Linked DNA regions of Sus scrofa: region 2 is linked to region 1. A link is a contact called in public Hi-C data. All regions are on one chromosome and are shown on one strand. Each heading gives the region's core, a stretch centred on a gene start, on an enhancer-like site or on the middle of the called end of the contact. The rest is flanking DNA. Distances are from core to core; before and after follow the strand shown. Region 1 holds the start of P2RY6 (pyrimidinergic receptor P2Y6). Region 2 overlaps RELT (tumor necrosis factor receptor superfamily member 19L).

The links. A called contact is a pair of places that touch in the nucleus more often than the background predicts.
Region 2: a contact with region 1 is called in a Hi-C map of retroperitoneal adipose tissue, with 2.1 times the contacts expected there. The contact joins the enhancer-like site here to the promoter of P2RY6 in region 1. A contact is called at or near these places in 9 of 47 Hi-C or Micro-C datasets (embryonic fibroblasts, heart right ventricle, mesenteric adipose tissue and 4 more).

What each region holds. Positions count from the first base shown.
Region 1 is chr9:7,749,427-7,752,126 of Sscrofa11.1, forward strand. P2RY6 (pyrimidinergic receptor P2Y6) reads left to right here and starts at 1,270. Exons shown (of 4, transcript NM_001244296.1): 1 at 1,270-1,395. It overlaps LOC110255395 (a long non-coding RNA gene), which reads right to left and starts at 2,619. Exons shown (of 4, transcript XR_002335528.1): 1 at 2,417-2,619.
Region 2 is chr9:7,846,283-7,848,982 of Sscrofa11.1, forward strand. RELT (tumor necrosis factor receptor superfamily member 19L) reads left to right here. Exons shown (of 11, transcript XM_003129644.5): 5 at 1-10; 6 at 600-860; 7 at 1,997-2,077; 8 at 2,304-2,385; 9 at 2,547-2,700. Among named protein-coding and RNA genes, the nearest start is that of RELT, 14 kb to the left of the region's middle. Within about 2 kb of position 1,344, at least 18 of the 83 cell types and tissues checked have an H3K27ac peak or open chromatin away from gene starts, as enhancers often do. A contact at or near this core is called in retroperitoneal adipose tissue and skeletal muscle, where this site is marked.

The sequences.
Region 1 (2,700 bases), core at 20-2,519:
CAGGGACAGGGGTTTATTGGAAGGTCTGGGATCTCCCAGGGCCCTGGGCAGGAGGTGCTACAGCCCCAGGGCCTTGGACTTGGGAAGCCGGCCGCTGTGAACTGTCCCTCTGCTGGCAGGGCTGCCTGTGGCCGCTGCTCTCTGGGCCCCTGTGCTCAGGCCACACTTCCTCACCCTGAGGCTGCCCTGTGACTTCTCAGCCCTCTGCCCACCAGGTCGCCCTGATCTGAGACCTCGTCGTACGTGTGCCCAAGAGAGACCCTCTTGCTTGCTTTGCCAGGCCTCAGCTTCCGCACCTACAAGGTGGGGCGGTCGCTGTGAAGAGTGAATGAGAGGCAGCCTGGGAAGCATTTTGGCACGTTGACAACATCTGCCCCGACTGGGGTGGGAGAACACGAACTCCCTGATGGGCAGCTGGGGCCTGGGGCAGAGCAGAGCCGCAGGAGATGCAGGTGTCTGCTGCGCCCAACCTCTAGAGGCCAGAGAAAAACTGAGGGGAGCAGCCTCAACCCCCACATTCCCTGAAGCTGCAGCTTCCCCTTCCTTGCGCTCAAAATGGATTGTTTCAGTTCCAGCTTTAATTCCCATCGAGCAGGAGGTGAGAAGGGGAAGTGGAAAAAGAGAAGAGAAATCAGATTCCCTCCCTCCCTGTGCCCTCCTCTGCCAAGTTTGTCTGCTTGTGTGGCCAGCCGGATACCACAGGTGAAACCAAAACTCCTCCAGGAGGGGGTGGCTCTGCCCTCGGCCCTCAGTTTTCTGGGTGCCAGGCAGGCCCTGGCCTCGGGCATCAAGCCATTTTTCAGGTGGAGATTCAGGCTCAGAGAGGGTAGGTGGCTCACCCTGGGTCACACAGCAAGTTGGTGATGAATCGTAGGCTGTCTGACTCCTCAGGGGAAGGAAGCCAGGTCTCGATCTCTGTCATCCTGTGCCCTTGGTACTAAGCTCGGAGGCCAGGGGCCGACAGGGGGGTTTCCAGGCCGTGTTTCCCAGAAGGCAGGCAGGCCAAGGTTAGGAGGCCTTTTCCCACGTCCAGCCTGGTCTGAACTGGTTCCTGGCTGGCTGGCAGACGGTGACTCAGGCTTCCAGCTCCTACCTCTGGCTGTCAGGCCTCCTCATCCCTTCCAGATACGAGGGCCGTGGGGACGGGTTCGGGATGGGAAGAGGCTGCAGAGTCATGGGTATCCTGAGACCATAGGATCCGAGCAGCCCACGGAGCTTCGGCCCCGGTCAGCTCTTCCTTCCATCTAAACGGAATCGCTTCTGCTGCAGGCGCAAACCAACCCCGTGCCTTGTTGCCTGAATTGAAACCTGAATTGAAAGCGGAACCAGCAGAGGTTGACCCCTTGCGGGGTGAGGGGCGTCAGTGTTCCTCCCGATGGTGCACCTGGAGTGGAGGTGGGTGCTGAACGCCTGGTGTCAGGGAAATGCTCCCTGGCAGCCGGACAGACTCCACACTAGGCCTGCGCCCTGCCAGGGTCCCCGGTGGCTCCTGAGAGCCGTATCGACTGGATGTGGGATCTGAGAACAAGGCTTGATTTCATCTGGGCCTAAGTGGGAGAAGGGCTGGGAACTGGGTCCGGAGGACCTGAGGTTGGGAACCCAGCTCTGAGCTTGCTCGGTGCCAGCCCTGCAGGGGAGGCCCCCTCTGTGTATTGACCTGCCCTCAGCCCTCATCAGTTGCCCCCCACCGCCCCCCCTGCTGCCCCGGGCAGTCTCCTGGCGCCATCTCCTGGCCAAAGGCCCTTATTGCAGGGAAGACATTCCTGGCGGAATCCTCTGGAGTGGGGAGCAGGGGAGCAGGGACTTTGGGGGACAGTGGAAAAGGGGGTGTAGAGTGAGAAAGATCTTGTTGAAGTGCCCCCAGACTGGGACACCTCAGGACACTCACTAGCCCTTCCTGAGCCTTAGTTCCTTTATGGGTACCATGCAAAGTATCACCCCACGACTGCCTGCCCAGAACTGCAGGTGAAACATGTGACACGGGGTGGGCGGTTGAGAAATCAGTGTCACCTGGTGCTGAAGACCTGAAACCACCGGACACTAGGGTGACCCGAGGGAGCCCAGGGCAGGGCCTGGAATTGATTCACTGCCCTGACAAACGCTGGCTGCAAGGGCGGCCCACACACATGGTTTCGTTTAGTTCTGACAGCAGCCTGTGTCCGCACCAGTGATCCCTCTCATCTTACAGATGAGAAAACCACACGAACAGTGCAGCTATTCAGAGAAGGTGCGTGGAAGTGTCCCAGGCAGAGGAGGCAGCCCGGGAAAGGCCCCCGGAAAGCCCGGGGCGGGGGCAGGCTGGCAGCCGGGGGCCCCGGCAGGCTTGGGAGTAGAGCAGTGGCCCCTGGGCTCTGCTTGAGGTTTTGAGGCCCATCCCCTCGGGCTTCCCATCTGAGCCCCTCTTCGCACAACTCACCCCACGCTCTGGCGGCGACACTTGCTCTTCATTTCTCGCTCAGGGTAGACTCGTCCCCTGCCTCCATGCCCCGGCCTGGCCTGCCCTCTTCATGCTTTTTATGTGTCCAAGTTCCCGCAGCCTTTTATTTTATTTCATGTCACTTGATTTTGTTTTTCCTTTTTTGGCAGTCCCACAGCATATGGAGTTCCCCGGGCCAGGGGTCAGATCCGAGCCACAGATGTGACCCATGCCACAGTTGTGGCAAAGCTGGATCCTTTAACCCACTGTGCCAGGCCAGGGAT
Region 2 (2,700 bases), core at 94-2,593, 97 kb after region 1:
GGCTGTTATGGTGAGTGGCAGGTGGGGGCTAGGACTGGTGGGGGCACGGGGAGGGGTCTGGCAAGCTTGAGCCCACGGGCCCTTGCAGTGTCCACTGGGGCAGTGCGGTCCTCACTCCCCTCGCCCCAGGGAGGGTGTGTGGCCAGTGGGTGTCCAGCAGGATGTGGTCGGTTGGTCTGTCTGCCTACTCCGTCTCTGAGTGCCAGAGACCGGCCGGCAGGTGGCTGCCCCAGCTGGCACTCCCATCCTGACCACTGTCTCTGTCCCCTCCCAAGGGCACACACCCCCTTTCTGGGGCTGAACCAGTCACCTTCAGAGGCAGCTGACTCATAGGCCAGGTGGTGGGGAGGCAGGATCCAGGGTCCCTGGTCCCTCTGCTCACCTCTCTGGCCCATCCTGAGGGATGGACAGGGGGCTCGGGGTCTGTGTCCTGACTGATCAGAGCGCCAAAGGGGGGGGTGAGTTGGCCTTTGCTGCGCCAGCCCCGTGGGGCGTGGGTGGCTCTGGACACGTCTGTGCCACGCCCCGCGCAGTGACTCGGGCCCTGGGCCTGTCTGCCTCTGTCTGTCTTCCCTGCCTCCATCCTCTGTGGTGCTCAGAGCGTGGGCAGCGCACCCGACGTGGCGTGGAGGTGGCAGCAGGGGCCAGCGGCGCAGGGGAGACGCGGCAGCCCGGGAACGGCACTCGGGCCAGCAGTGCCGAGGAGACGGCGGCCCAGTACGCGGTCATTGCCATCGTGCCCGTCTTCTGCCTCATGGGGCTGCTGGGCATCCTGGTGTGTAACCTGCTCAAGCGGAAGGGCTACCACTGCACCGCCCACAAGGAGGTGGAGCCTGGCCCCGGAGGCGGTGGAGGCAGCGGTGAGGCCCGCCTGGGCTCGGGTGCGGAGGCCAGAGGGCACGGGCTGGCCTGGCCCGCCCGGCCCTGCTTGGGGGCTGCCAGAGGGAACCTGCTGGGCCTGGAGGGTCTGACCGGGAGAGGGCTAATCAGGAGGGCTTTCTGGAGGTGCTGCATGCGGGCTGTGAAGAAGACAGAATGACCAAGGGAAAGGAAGGGTGAGGTGCCCGAAGGGGACAGCGCCGGCAGAGCAGAGGCCAGTGGCTTCAGCGGCTCCCTGGGAGAGGCCCTGCCCACTGGGGGAGTCTGAACTTCTCGGGGGCTGTAGTCATGTGTGTGGTTCACGGGTTGGCCTGCCCTCTGGGTCCTCAGGCTGACCTCTGACCTCTGGCTGAAGGGCTGGCAGGGCAGCCTTGCTGGATGGGCACCGCGAGGCTCAGGTTTCAGCTCCAGGCTGTGGTTTGAGTTACGAGCCCTGGAACCAGAGGGAGAGACTCGCTCCTTCTGCCCCACCCCCTCCCTGGGGCCTGGGCCCCGCCTGCACATGAACTGCTCGCAGAACCTGGTGGCCGCGTCAAGACTGAGTGGCGCCTCCCGTGCCAGCAGCCATCCTAGCCCTGACACTGCGGTCTGCAGCAGGCAGAGGGGACAGGAGCATCAGGCACGCAGACAGGTGGCCACTCAGGCCAGTTTTGCCTGGAACCGCACTTGTTTTCCCAGCCTCGGACTCCCTTTAGCTGCTGCCTGCCGCGCGGGTGCCTGTCCTAGGAGCTGTTTGCTGCTGGCTCAGAACTGTGTGGCCTGTTCTCGTGCCTTTGAGCTTGAGCCCTAGGCCGAGCAAGGGCCCTCAGTGACGTAGACAGGGCGCTGTGGAGGGAGGTGAGAGGCCTGGAGTCCGCCGGGGCTGCTGGAGGCTCTGGGCAGAGAGGCTGGACCCCCCTCTCTGCAGGGACGTGTAGTCCAGGTGGCCCTGAAGCCCCTAAGCACCTGGGGATGCAGCGAGGGTGATAACGGGCTTCCCAGAACCAGCGGGGAGGCCGTGGCCGCCACACACGCTGGGCTGGGGCGCCCTCTGCTGCCACATCCCGGTGCAGCCTGTGCGCCCAGGACGGCCCCTCCCCGCCTCCTTCCCTAGGATCAAGGCTCTTCTCTTCCTCAGGGATCAACCCTGCCTACCGGGCCGAGGATGCCAACGAGGACACCATCGGGGTCCTGGTGCGCCTGATCACAGAGAAGAAAGGTGAGGGAAGGGGCCCCCCATCTCCTGGGGCCCTCGCTCCCTGCCGCCGGCCGCTTCAGGCCAGCCCGGCCCTGGCTGACCAGCGCTGCGGAGGGAGCTACCCCTTTCTCCCTGTGCTCGCTTGGGACGGGGAGGAAAAGGGACACGGCCTGGGCAGGGGAGGAGGGGGCCGGGGGCCGGGGCCCCTCGCGGCCCAGAGCCGGGTTCTGACCGCAGCTGCCCCCAGAGAACGCGGCGGCCCTGGAGGAGCTGCTGAAGGAGTATCACTGCAAGCAGCTGGTGCAGACCAGCCACGGGCCTCTGCCCAGGTGAGTGGGCAGTGGGGCCAGGGGGCCCTGACCCCAGGTAGTCAGCCTGCCTCCTGGGAACTCACCGTGTGGGTGTGTCCCCTCCCATCACTCCCGTTCCCCCTCTCCCTCCTGGGCCTGGCCTGCCCCAGTGACCCCCCCCCCCCGCCATGTCCTCACAGACCGGCTCCCCGCCCGGCCAGCATGCCGCACATCTGCTCATACCGCCACCACCTCCACACGGTTCAGGGGCTGGCCTCGCAGCCCGGCCCCTGCTGCTCCCGCTGTAGTCAGAAGAAGTGGCCTGAGGTGCTGCTGTCCCCGGAGGCCGCAGCT